Regions from separate parts of the Sus scrofa genome. Here region 1 is linked to region 2. The links are chromatin contacts, called in public Hi-C maps. All regions are on one chromosome and are shown on one strand. The core of a region is the stretch at or near the end of the contact, and the rest is flanking DNA. Distances in the headings are between cores, read along the strand shown. Region 1 overlaps LOC106509189 (a long non-coding RNA gene). Region 2 holds the start of ALDH1A1 (retinal dehydrogenase 1).

Region 1 (6,224 bases), core at 3,330-5,829, 48 kb before region 2:
ACTCAGTTGAGACCACAATCTGTATTTCCTCTTGGCCAGACTGTCTTTCTGTACTGCCAGTAGGAGGCACTGAGGGAGACTGGAAGGCAGGATGGGGGCAAAAGGACAAACTCCATGCTATATGCCCGCACTTCCTTCAGCATCTCCCTACCTATAGCTCTTTTCCCTGGCAGCAGCAGAAACGGACCCATAAGAGTACAAGGCAAGCTGAATTCTCTCTAGTAGGCTGGACCCCAGCTCTGTAGACCGTCCTCTCAGGGCTTGGATAACCCACCCCAGCACCTTCCTATTTTCTCCCAGCCCTATAAGTGTAACTGCTTTCTGCAGTTAATTTCTCTGTTTCCTCAATTTTCCTTTTTTACCTTTTTAGTCATTCCCCACATTCAGTTCTCTCTGTTAAAATAATTAGTGTGATTTCTGATTTCTTGACTGGACTCTGCTAATGAAAATAATGTCAGGTACTGTGTCTTAGACCCATTGTTTTATTTAGTCTTCACAACAACCCTGTTCAGAATATACTAGAATCCAGTGTACTCGGCTGAAGGAAACAATGTAAACTTTATCTCTCTCAACTTGCCCATGTTCACAAAGGAAATGACTATCAAAACATGGATTTGAACCCAGATCAGATTGATCCAAATGTCTACTAGCTAATAAATGAATAAACAAAATTTGTTTTAACCATACAATGGAATATTATTCAACTATAAAAAGGAATGAAGTATTTATACATGTTATAACATGAATGAACCTTCACATCATTATGGGAAAGAAGCCAGCTCGAAAAGGCAATGTACTGTATGATTCTTTTTATATGAAATGTCCACAATACGCAAATATGTAGAGCTTGAAAACAGATTAGTGTTTGTCAGGGACTGGGGGCGGGGGGAGAAGGAATTAGGAGTGACTGCTAATGACTATAGGATTTCTTTTGGAATGATGAAAATCTTCTAATATTAGATAGTGGTGATGGTGGCACAGATCTGTGAATACACCAAAGACCACTGAATCATACACTTGAAAAGGGTGGTTGGATTTTATGGTATGTAAATTTTATCCCCCAAAAACTGTTCCAAAAACTTTAAATTAATGAAGCTTGGCGATAAATAACTTCATTAGTTTTTACTCCAGAAAAAAAATGATTATTTTATCTTTGTTAATCAGCCTAAAACTATTTCAGAGCATGGCATATTGTGTGCAAGTCACTATTTTGCATGTATGTGTGTTTGTGTATTTTCCATGAAAGGCTTTTGCACAGAGGGCTTTAATTTTTCATGGTTTGACCATATTTATCTCTGAGATTCTGCAAAGTACTTGTGATCCTAGACTTTAAAAAGAACAGGAGGGCATTTCACAGAAGAAATATGAATGACTAATAATATTTTAAAGCTGCGTTCAACTTCACTGAGAGAATGTAAATGAATTTAACAGTAAGCTGTCATCTCATACCTTTAGACCAGGAAAAACAGAACTGATAACAGGTGGGGAAGAAACATAACTGATAGAAGGATAGACTATGACAGCTATTTAGGAAAGCATGTATAGTAAGTATTATATATGAAAATTAATATATATAAAATAATTATATGTTATATGCTAAAATTTAAAAATCTGTATATCCTTTTATTCAGTAACCCCACTCCTCATATTCTAGCCCATAGAAATAAAACTAATAGTGTATAGGGAATTGTAACAAAGATACATTTTACAGTTTCAGAAGCAATTGGGGAATAAATTTAGTATATTGTGATAGTTCATACAATATTAGTTAACAATTAAAAGGAATGAACTAGATCTATACATAGTCCCCTGGAAATATGCTCATGTTATATAGCTAAAGGACACAAATAAAATTCAGAGAAATACCTGCACCATTCCATTTATGTTTACATATTCTATATATGCCCTGTGTTTCTGTATGTATGTATGTATGATTCTATATATATGGGAAAAGGCATAGAAAGGTGTAGAAACTACCTTTACAGATAGGTTATTTTTGACTATATAGCTGGTGAATAGGGAGGGAGATAGAAGAGGGAGAGAAGACGGTTCATAAAAACAGCTGACACAGCATATATTATATTGTCCCATTTATGCCATTTTATATATAAATACATGTGACTACATAAATATGCATAAATGAATTTAACCAAAATGCTGCAAATGGATATATGAAGGTAGCAGGATTTCAGAGGATATTCTCATTCCTCCCTATAATTTGTGGTATTTTGTAAAGTTTTACAAACTTATACATTATTTACATAATCAGAAAAATTGATAGAACTATTTTCAATGGGGAAAAGAGATATTAATATAAGCAATATTTTGTTATTGTTATTTTTAAAGGCACTGAACTTGGAATACCCTTGTTAATTTGTAGGTTCAGAAATCAAAATACTTTAGAGAATGGCTGAGATTGAAGATTACCAATGCTAGACTGGAAATAAAAGTTGTAGCTAATTAATAGTGTCAGTTCTGTAAGAGAAAGTGATGCATGTAATGCACATAATGATGTTTTTCAAAATCTCTAGCCCCCTTCTCCTACCCAAGTCAAGGCTGTAGCATCATGAAAATAGAACCACTGAGATCCAGTATGTGGCCCTTGCTCTCACATTCATCTCTATGTGGTCTCGGTGCCTTTTTATTTATGGGCCTGGGAGTTTATGACCTGTAAAGTGGCCTGGACTAGATTAGATGTTCTCCAACCTAATGGTAAGAGACTCCCCTAACAGGAGGCCAATATCAAGTATAGGGAATTGGGATTTCTAGAGCTGGAGGTGAGAAGTCTACCAATTTTTTTTTTAAAAATCCCTCAATCTAGAAGATTGGCACACCACATGGAATACCATATAACAGCTAGCCATGATTGTTTCAAAGCTGCTTTTTGTTTTGTTTTGTTTTGTTTGCTGTTGCTACCACAACCTCTTAGTGTGGAGAACAAGTTATCTCCATTGATCTGTTTCTGCTTCAGTGACTGATGCTCATGAATGACTTGATGCTCCTGATATGCACTAGGAAGAGTGGTTTCTCAAGGTCTGGGGAAGGGAGGAGGTGTGGCTTTCATTTCAGTGTTATGTGCATCTACAGTTGTTGAAGTTGAGCAGATATTGCCTGGACATAAGCAATCCTTTACTTGCTATCATTTCCTTAACTTTGTGGTGAAAATTGTGTCTGTCCTTGAGAAGTGATGAGTTATGATTTTCAGGATGTGTGTTGTATTAGTTGATTTAACTATTAATGAGATTTTTCAAGGCTCGAATAAAATGCAGAAAAGAAAAGTAATGAAAATTTATCTTTTGTTGTATAAATTACATTCTGAAACATTATCAATCAAATTAAACCACTTCTACTAAAATTCTAAAGGACCTAGCACATTGTGTTTCAAAAGGAAAAAAAATGGTTCCTTTTCTTATTGCTTTATATATTCTAAATACCAGATAAAAGTTCATTGTGTATTTCAAATAAGGTGATTTCTACTCTTTGATTTATTGAAGAATGTTCACATGATAAATGTCTTCCTTTGCTATTTTATAATTCTCATAGAATTGAAAATACATTGTGATCAGTTAATTATTCATTTCCAGTGATTGAACCCATTAGAAAATCTATCTTTTTATATATTTTATACTTCTATGACTCATTTCGATATGTGAAAAATGAGACCTATGTTGTATGTTAAAAATTTTTTAACCATTCTAAAATCTTATTGTTAAAACAAATAGTGTGATATGGGTGAGGTCTTAATTCTTTTATTTTTTTCATTTATTAAATATCTTTAATTAAGAATTATGCCCCAACAATTCTGCTAAGTGCTGAAAATTCAAGGATGAACAAAATATAGTCGCCATTTCCCTCAATCCTGGATTTGGTTGGTATACTGTCAAATAAACAAATAACTGTGATAAAAATGTAATAAAATGGCCACAAGAAAAGCATATAAAAACATTCACCTCATTTGTAGCTTCCCATTTTTCCCATTTCCCCTTAATATAAGAAAGTACAATGATATAGCCAAATGCTTTGATATGTTTTTATGCCTTTAACCACCAAATAAAATGTATTTTAATATCACTATTGATTTTGTTTCTCATTTTAAGGAAAGGTATCTTTTAAAAATGGCCTGGCATAAGCTATTTTAGAATGGTCTGCTAATTTTGAAATAGTGTTTTTAAATGGAGAACAACATGTATAGAATCACATGTACATTTATGTGTACTAATATGATGAAATACTTAATATGATCATAAAAGTCAAATTCTATTTTTCCTATTGGAAAAGCTTTTAAAAAATGCTTTCTGTGGAATATTCTTCTCTTTCCTCACTCTTACGTCTTTTTTTCCTCAATGTCAGAGTTACAGTGTTAAAGAAAGTGAGCTATTAAAGGACATTTTTAAAAAATAGAAATAATAACAATAATAACAAAAAGGAAGAGAAAAGAAAGTCAGAAACACAACATTTAGAAAATGCATATTTAACCAAGTCTGGGAGATCAAGCCAGACAGCACTTGGTAAATACTCTTTGAAGACAGTAATGCTCAAAGGTTGTGTTTGCTGTTGTGCTTGAAGTTTGCTTTGCGTGGGATCAAAGACACCAGATGACCAGTAATCTCACTTGCCCTTTCTTTTTCTACTCTCTGCAGGCTCTGTATATACCTCCTTTCCCCTGCAACCTTGCCTGCCCCTGGCCATCTCCCAGCTCACTTGTTCTTCTAAAGATGTCTGGGATGGTTAGGATTCAGCAGGTCACACCTTAGCCTGTCAGGACCTGGCGCCTCCTATGTCCAGCATTAGTTCATCGCTTCATTTCCCCTCCAAAGGGCCCAGTGACAAGTCTGCCTTGTTAGACATAAATCTCAGTGAGCCCAAGGCAGCTAACACTCTCCCGAGTGGTTACCCGTCATATCTCCTTATGTTTTGGCAGTCTGAGACACCCATAGTTCTCAAACTCAGCCAGGGCCATGCCAAGGAGGGTAAACATAGGATAGACAACTCCACTCAAGGGCTTTTAGACTTAATCTGTACAAGCTCACCATTTACAAACTGCACAGGATTAGACACAAATTCATGGTAAAGTTTTTTAAGTTTTAGTTTAGTTTAATTCAACTCCCCAATCATTATTAAAGCTATGTAAGATGAGGGAAACTGTACCTGACACTTTAGTTTTAAAAGTTTAACTTATCACTCATTATCAGTTTTGATCTTCACAACACCCTTACAAGGTTGATGGGTAAATACATCTTCCATTGCCCTTGCATTCCATTAATTTATTCACCTTGCATTCCATTAATTTATTCACCTATTCATTCATTTTTAACAAACTTGTTCAAAAAAAAATCTACCCTATCTGGTCTTGCTCTGGAGTAGAGCTAAAAAGACTAATGAAATTATTTTCTTACTTTCAGTGGACTACTTGTCTTTTGGGAAAGGCACAGAATTAGGCAGATACCACATAGAGCAAATGCAATGATGGAGATAAGCAAAGACAGCAAAGGAGAGTATATCCAATGAGGTGAGATGAGAAGGTACACGCAAGGACTGGATACTCCGAAGAAGTGATGCCTGAGGTGAAGTATGAAGAGAAGAGTTTGCCAAGGAAACAAAGATCTCTGACACATTTTGCCCCTATTTAGTAATTCCATAAAACCCTCTGAGGCTCCTATTCATATTATTGCCTCACCTCAGATGTTTCCATCCAGGTTTAACGTAGTTATGTGAACTGAACAAAGTTACTTAGCAAATAACTGGCAGAAATGGGACAACATAAACTCATTCTGTCTGATTTATATTTAGTGCTCTTTTCATGAGGCAATATTATTCTGAGGAGGAGCTAACTCCATTTTGAAGAAAACACTGATAACAGAGAAGTAAATTATAAGTTGAGATACCTTTAACTGAATTATAAGAGAACAAAAATAAATCGAAGAATTTTGTCTGAAATATCCCAATTTTCTAACTCTTCTGTACAAAATAACTGGAGAAAAATTTCCATTTGTATTTTAAATTAGGTTGTTATGAGGTAAATATTTTGTAATTTTTGTGAAGCAGAGACTACCATTCAAACTTTGCTAAATAAGAACAGAGTTCAATTTACACTTTAATTTCATATTGAAGAAGCTGGTGGGTTCTTTATTCTGGAATCATCAGAAAACTCAAAAACATATTCTCACCCAGACAAAGGGAAGGTTTAAATTCATTTGATTGAATAGTAAGAGGAAATGAACTCA
Region 2 (5,539 bases), core at 1,619-4,118:
TGTCACTAAGCAAAAGAAGTTTTGCTCCAAAAAAAATCGATCCTGGATTTTGAAATCAGAAAGCGTGAAAATTAGCTATTTTTTAAAATTTCCAGCATAAAATTAGGTTTATTAAATGTGAATGGTTTTTATTCCAGTTATTCATGTAAGTGGAAGAAGGTTAGACTCCATTAGTTTTTTAAGGACTGAGGTTTGAATGGAGTTCTACAGAGACTCCTCATAAAGTGAGACAGCAATTTCAGCAATGGTTGAAGACCTTGGAATCCATTTCTTAGAATAATACATTTCTGGAATAATAGTTTTCACAAAGGGCTGGAAGAGGTCAGATTCAAAAGAAAAACTATCTTCCTCTTTCCCCCCTCACTGTCATGTTTACGTGTGTGTGTATTTAATTTAACTTGTCTCTAAGAAGGAAAGATAAAGCATCCTTTGTCTATTACTCCTAAGTTCAAGTTCCAGCCCCTCCTCTACCATAGAATCCTTGCAAAATATACAAATATACTTTGTATATAAAAATATACAAGCTGGGGTCCAGTCTTAAAGTTGGCCTTCTTGGCCCCTGTGCTCTCATCTTTGTAAGGGAGGGAAGTGATCACCAAGGCCTTGTACCCACACAACCACTCCCAAGAATATACTATTCTATAAGACAAACTCCAGGGGCAGGTTGATACTTACTTTAGAAATGTGTATCTCAGACCCTGTGGTTTTTGGACAGAAAAGATCTGCCCTTCAATTAAGATTAAGGTTGGAAAGTTCCTGATACTCTGATCACAAGGCTTTACTCACAGGACATACTTGGTAAATGTTAAAATTAAATGGGCAGGTGTGGTAACCTGTTTCCAAAGCTGGTCCTTTTACCTAAGTTCAGTAAGGTCTGGCATAAAGGGACATGCTCTTATGTAAATATTCAATAAAATATGATTAAGGATGAGCATATAAACAGCAGATGACACACCAAGTGTGTTATGAAGCTTTGAGCTTTCATTGCCTAGACATCAAATAAACCAGTGTTTGACTCCACAAACAACTGCAAAGCTGAGAGCAGAAGAAAGCAGCAAAACACAGCTGTCTGGGCCTGGCCAGAGTACCACACTGCAAGTTATGTAACAGCTGTTGTGTAATTGTGCATTTAACTCAAAACACATTTTTAAAAGAGAAAATAATTATGTTTTCCAAAAAGAATGAAATTGAGAGAGAGAGAGAGAGAAGGAAAAAGAGAGAGAGAGAAATGATGAAATAACACAAAAGTTTCTATCTGGCCTTCCTGCGTGAGGCACAGAGGAGGGAGGGACCTTGGGGATGGTCGTCTTAAAATCTAGGAACTTGGCACGTGAGCCAGATATGGCCTGCCTACTGTTTTGGTAAATAAAATTGTATCTCAAAACACCTACACTCATTAATGTATCTTTTGTCTGTCATTTCTTTCATACAGTTGAGTAAATTACAATGGAAACCATCTGGTCTAGAAAGCAGAAAATGTTATCTATCTCCTTATAGGAAAAAGTTGTCAACCCCCATCTTAGATGAGTAAAAGCCTAAGCTTAAGTGCCTATGAGGGTGACCATTCAGGAAAAGCAGAAGAGGTGATTCTCAAACCCATCTGGGAATTCTCTTATGGCGAGGAGGGCAAGGAGAATAAATAGGAGTAACAGCCAGGGTTTCGCTGTCAAACTGGCGTGAAGTGAAATCTTGGCCTTGTACTTATTAGATCTATGATCATAAGCAAGCTGCTTAATCTCTTCATATCTTTAAAGTGGGAAACAAAGTGAGGATGGAAAAAAAAAAGGTAAGATTCCTGCACCTGATTTGGAGTCACTATTCAAAAATCCTTAGCTTCCCTACTTAAACCCCATATTTGGAGGAGCTGGTATTTTTCAACAAAATAGTAATTGTTGTTCTTAAATTCTTAGTAACCAGTTAAGAGCAACCAAAGTTTTCTATCTTATTCTGACTGTAACTTTCATGAGAGCTTCAATAAAATAAACTACTGTACTTAAAATGGGAGTAGTACAGTTAACTGTCTTTTTTGAATGTTCCCAACTTGAAACATTAATTTTAAGAACTTGCATTATTTGGAAGTCCTGCTTAAATTCACTCTTGGTACAATTGCCTGTTTCAATGATTGACAAATATCAGCCAACTTCCAAAACCAGAGGTTACTTTCATTTTAAATGTGTTTTAACAGACAATATTGCCATATAGCTATTGTGGTGATTGTGTGCCACAATGCAGTCTGAGTTCCCTAAAAATCCTGCTGACTCTTCTGTTCCCCTATATAAAGATGATTTAGAGCTCCAGAAATCCTAGTAGGTCTACTTACCAAGCACTGAAAATATATTTGACTGGTGTGATTTTTTTAAAGCAAACCTCAGGTAGGGTCTCTAAAAAGGGTCTTTCTTCACCAAACTGCACCCTGGTTTTCTGGGGCACGGACGGATCCACTGACAGCATTGCCCTGAAGACACCTGGACAGGGTCCTCTCCTCACTAGCTTCTGCTAACAACAAATGCCCTTTGAGTTTCTTTTTCAATCCTCAAATACTCTGATTCCAAGTCTGTCAGAGAACAGAAAGTTTTACAGTAGCATAAGAAGAGTGAAAAGCCAAAAATATAATAACTGGCCTTAGTGGCCAGAGCAGCTGTGATTCATATCCTTATCACAGGTTTCGGCTTTGTAAATTAATTCGTCTGCAAATAGTGCCTTGTCTCCAGATGCAGCGTCAATGCTGGAGCACTGGTTTCTTAAGGATTTAAGTTTAAAGTCAAGGGCTTCCTGCCCTAGGTGTTACAAATAAGTAGTGTCGTTTTCTTTTTGCTCCGAGTTTGTTCATCCAATCATATCCCAGTATGCAAATAAACCTTAGCCCATGCACATAAAAAGGAACAAATAAAGCTAAGTGCTCTATCAGAACCAATTCGCTGAGCCTGTCACCTGTATTACAGGAGCTGAACCAGAAATGTCGTCCTCAGCCATGCCAGACATACCTGTCCCACTGACCAATTTGAAGTTTCAATATACTAAGGTTAGTACAACTTTTATTTGCTGCTTTGCATCAGGTTTATAAAAACTACATTTATTTAAAGCATAAAAGGTCAATTTAAGCAAACTTGTGTAAAGAGCCCTTTGCAAATATAAAAATAAAAGGCTTGCAAAATGCAGGTGTGGGTTTAGTGTATTGATCAAATAATGAATTCTAAATTGTAGCAGGCAAATTTTCATAAATTTATTTCTTAAAATATTTCTAAGTGAAAGGAATTATCTTTGGTGTATAAGGTCCTTGTGCTAGGATTCAGGGGACTTTACCAAGCAGTTCTATTAACTTTCAGCAGAACCCAGCATGTTTAAGAGAGACGAATACTACAGAAACGGACTGGAAACAGACAAATGGGAAATGATTTTTTTTAAGTAAAAAAAAAAAAAAAAAGGAGAAACAGCATGCTTAAGTAAAACAGAGCATTACTGAAGTAACATAATTTTTCTATATGCAAATGAGTATCAAAACTGAAAGACCTGAATCTGATAATTGGATGAAGGAAAACTCCAGTTACAAAAAACTTCATGGGACTTGCATTATTTAGCATATTTGGAAAAAGAAAGCATCCTTATTTATTTCTTCAGCCAAATCTGCTGCCATTGGAGCGATGCATAATTGTTAACTGATAAATATTTAGAGAAACAAGAGCAGGAGCCAGATCCAGACTTAAAAATTCACAGCTAGGGAGAAACGGATCTTATTTGAATCGCTCAAGAGTACCTCTGAACTTTGCCTGTTTCACACTGTTGCATTCCTGCTTTCCAGTCAGAGCCTAGAACTCCCAAAGAAACAAGTAAAACAAACAAAACTAATCTAACCAAAATCACTTAAAAAGTGAGTTTTATGGTGTGATACAGAAAGGAAGGTAAGAAAGGAACCATTCCAACTCAGGGATAGCCATTTTGCTTTCTGAATTAACCAATGAAAAACTAAAAGCATTATCATTTAATGATAAAGTAAAAACCCCACTATTATTAATTTGTTTCCTTACTCGTAACCATGGATGATTTTCATAAGCACAACAAATGAGGAAGTTGTTCAGCTAACTGGCTCTTTTCCATAGAAAAATATCTGCAGAGATCAGACAGTGCCTTTAACATGGTCGACCAATAGCTACAAAGTTTATTAAAGTATTGTTTTCACAAGGTTTTATTAAAAGGGAAATTTTTTCCATTTGATTTTATTCAACATGGGAACATGAAAAATGTGATGAGTTCATACACTTCAAAAATGTTGCACTTGGCAAAAGTTTGCCCAAAAGATAACAAAACTCCAATTTTTCCAACTTTCTTATTCTAAGTTTGTCATTCACAAGAAATTTTAACCAAAAGGAAGCAAATTTTAAAATGCATTCATTTCATAAAGATCAAACCCATTGGCAATGACTGAATTATCCCACTGCTATTATTACTGAGTCTTTTTTTTCTATGATACCACCCGAAAAGATATTTTGGTAGTCTGAATGTCACATTTTTTTAAAATTTGATTTGCAGAAGTTTTCAGTTTTCCTTGTGTTAGAATTTCCTGGAAGCTCTAGTACAAAGTATTCTTTCTACTGAATGAAGCTACTCTTAGTAATTAAACATAGGGAAAAAACAGTAGTAGACAAATGAGACAGTCCTTAAAATCTACCATACAGACACTGATCTAGAGATTCTTTAATACAGGGAGATAATTTTAAGATTAAAATCTCCAGTTCACTTAAAAGTCATTACACAAGAACACCCTCTAGGGAAGCTAACTGATCTAAGTGTTCAAAAGAAGTCAAGACTCCAAGAGCAGGAATTTGCTCTTGTGTATAAGAACTTTTCTGAGTAAAAATACCCAGTGCAAGTCAGTGAATTTTGATTGCTCATACATCTTCTCTATAAATCTGTTCTGCTCAGATAGCATTTTATTGTCTGATTTATTAGTTACAGCATTTTCACACTTGGAAGGACACCAGTTATGTATGTAATTAAATCTAAATGGGTGAGCTTTTTCAAATGCCTTTGCATTTTCTTTTTACTGTGCCTCACTGAAGAATTGTATTGGATTTGCACTTATAAGAGAAGTTGCAAAATGATGGCTATTAACTAAGTTTCCTGGTTGCAAACCAAATAAGCAAGGATTTTATAGTGTCTGAGAAATTACCTTCTACGGCTAGCCCCTAAACTCCACTATTTAAGTGTCCATCTTTATTATCACTAGTATATATTGGTTGTGGTGGCAAAGCGGAGGGAAGAGACAAGGCTGAGTAACAAAAAGTTATTACAATTATAGAAGAGCTACATATTCTTAAGCTTGAGACTGTTTCTCATCTAAACAAAAGAAGTCACTGATATATGACTTTTATGACTTATTTCCTAGTACAGTCTGATTATTTTTTAAGGTGCATAAAACAGAGACTGGAGTTTGAGAAATACTTTCTAAAATGATACAAAAGGTCTTTGAATTTCAACCTCAATAACATCATTATAAATCCACATAAACTCAGATTCCATCTCTATCCTCCTTTTCCCCCTT

What was found. A called contact is a pair of places that touch in the nucleus more often than the background predicts.
Region 1: a contact with region 2 is called in a Hi-C map of liver, with 4 times the contacts expected there. The contact joins the enhancer-like site here to the promoter of ALDH1A1 in region 2. A contact is called at or near these places in 1 of 5 promoter capture datasets (liver) and 5 of 47 Hi-C or Micro-C datasets (fetal liver, liver and skeletal muscle).

Annotation. Positions count from the first base shown.
Region 1 is chr1:226,263,431-226,269,654 of Sscrofa11.1, reverse strand. It overlaps LOC106509189 (a long non-coding RNA gene), which reads left to right. Exons shown (of 3, transcript XR_002336383.1): 3 at 5,403-6,224. Among named protein-coding and RNA genes, the nearest start is that of ALDH1A1, 49 kb to the right of the region's middle. Within about 2 kb of position 4,579, at least 5 of the 83 cell types and tissues checked have an H3K27ac peak or open chromatin away from gene starts, as enhancers often do. A contact at or near this core is called in liver, where this site is marked.
Region 2 is chr1:226,214,671-226,220,209 of Sscrofa11.1, reverse strand. ALDH1A1 (retinal dehydrogenase 1) reads left to right here and starts at 2,868. Exons shown (of 13, transcript XM_021064911.1): 1 at 2,868-3,022. The coding sequence starts at 2,957.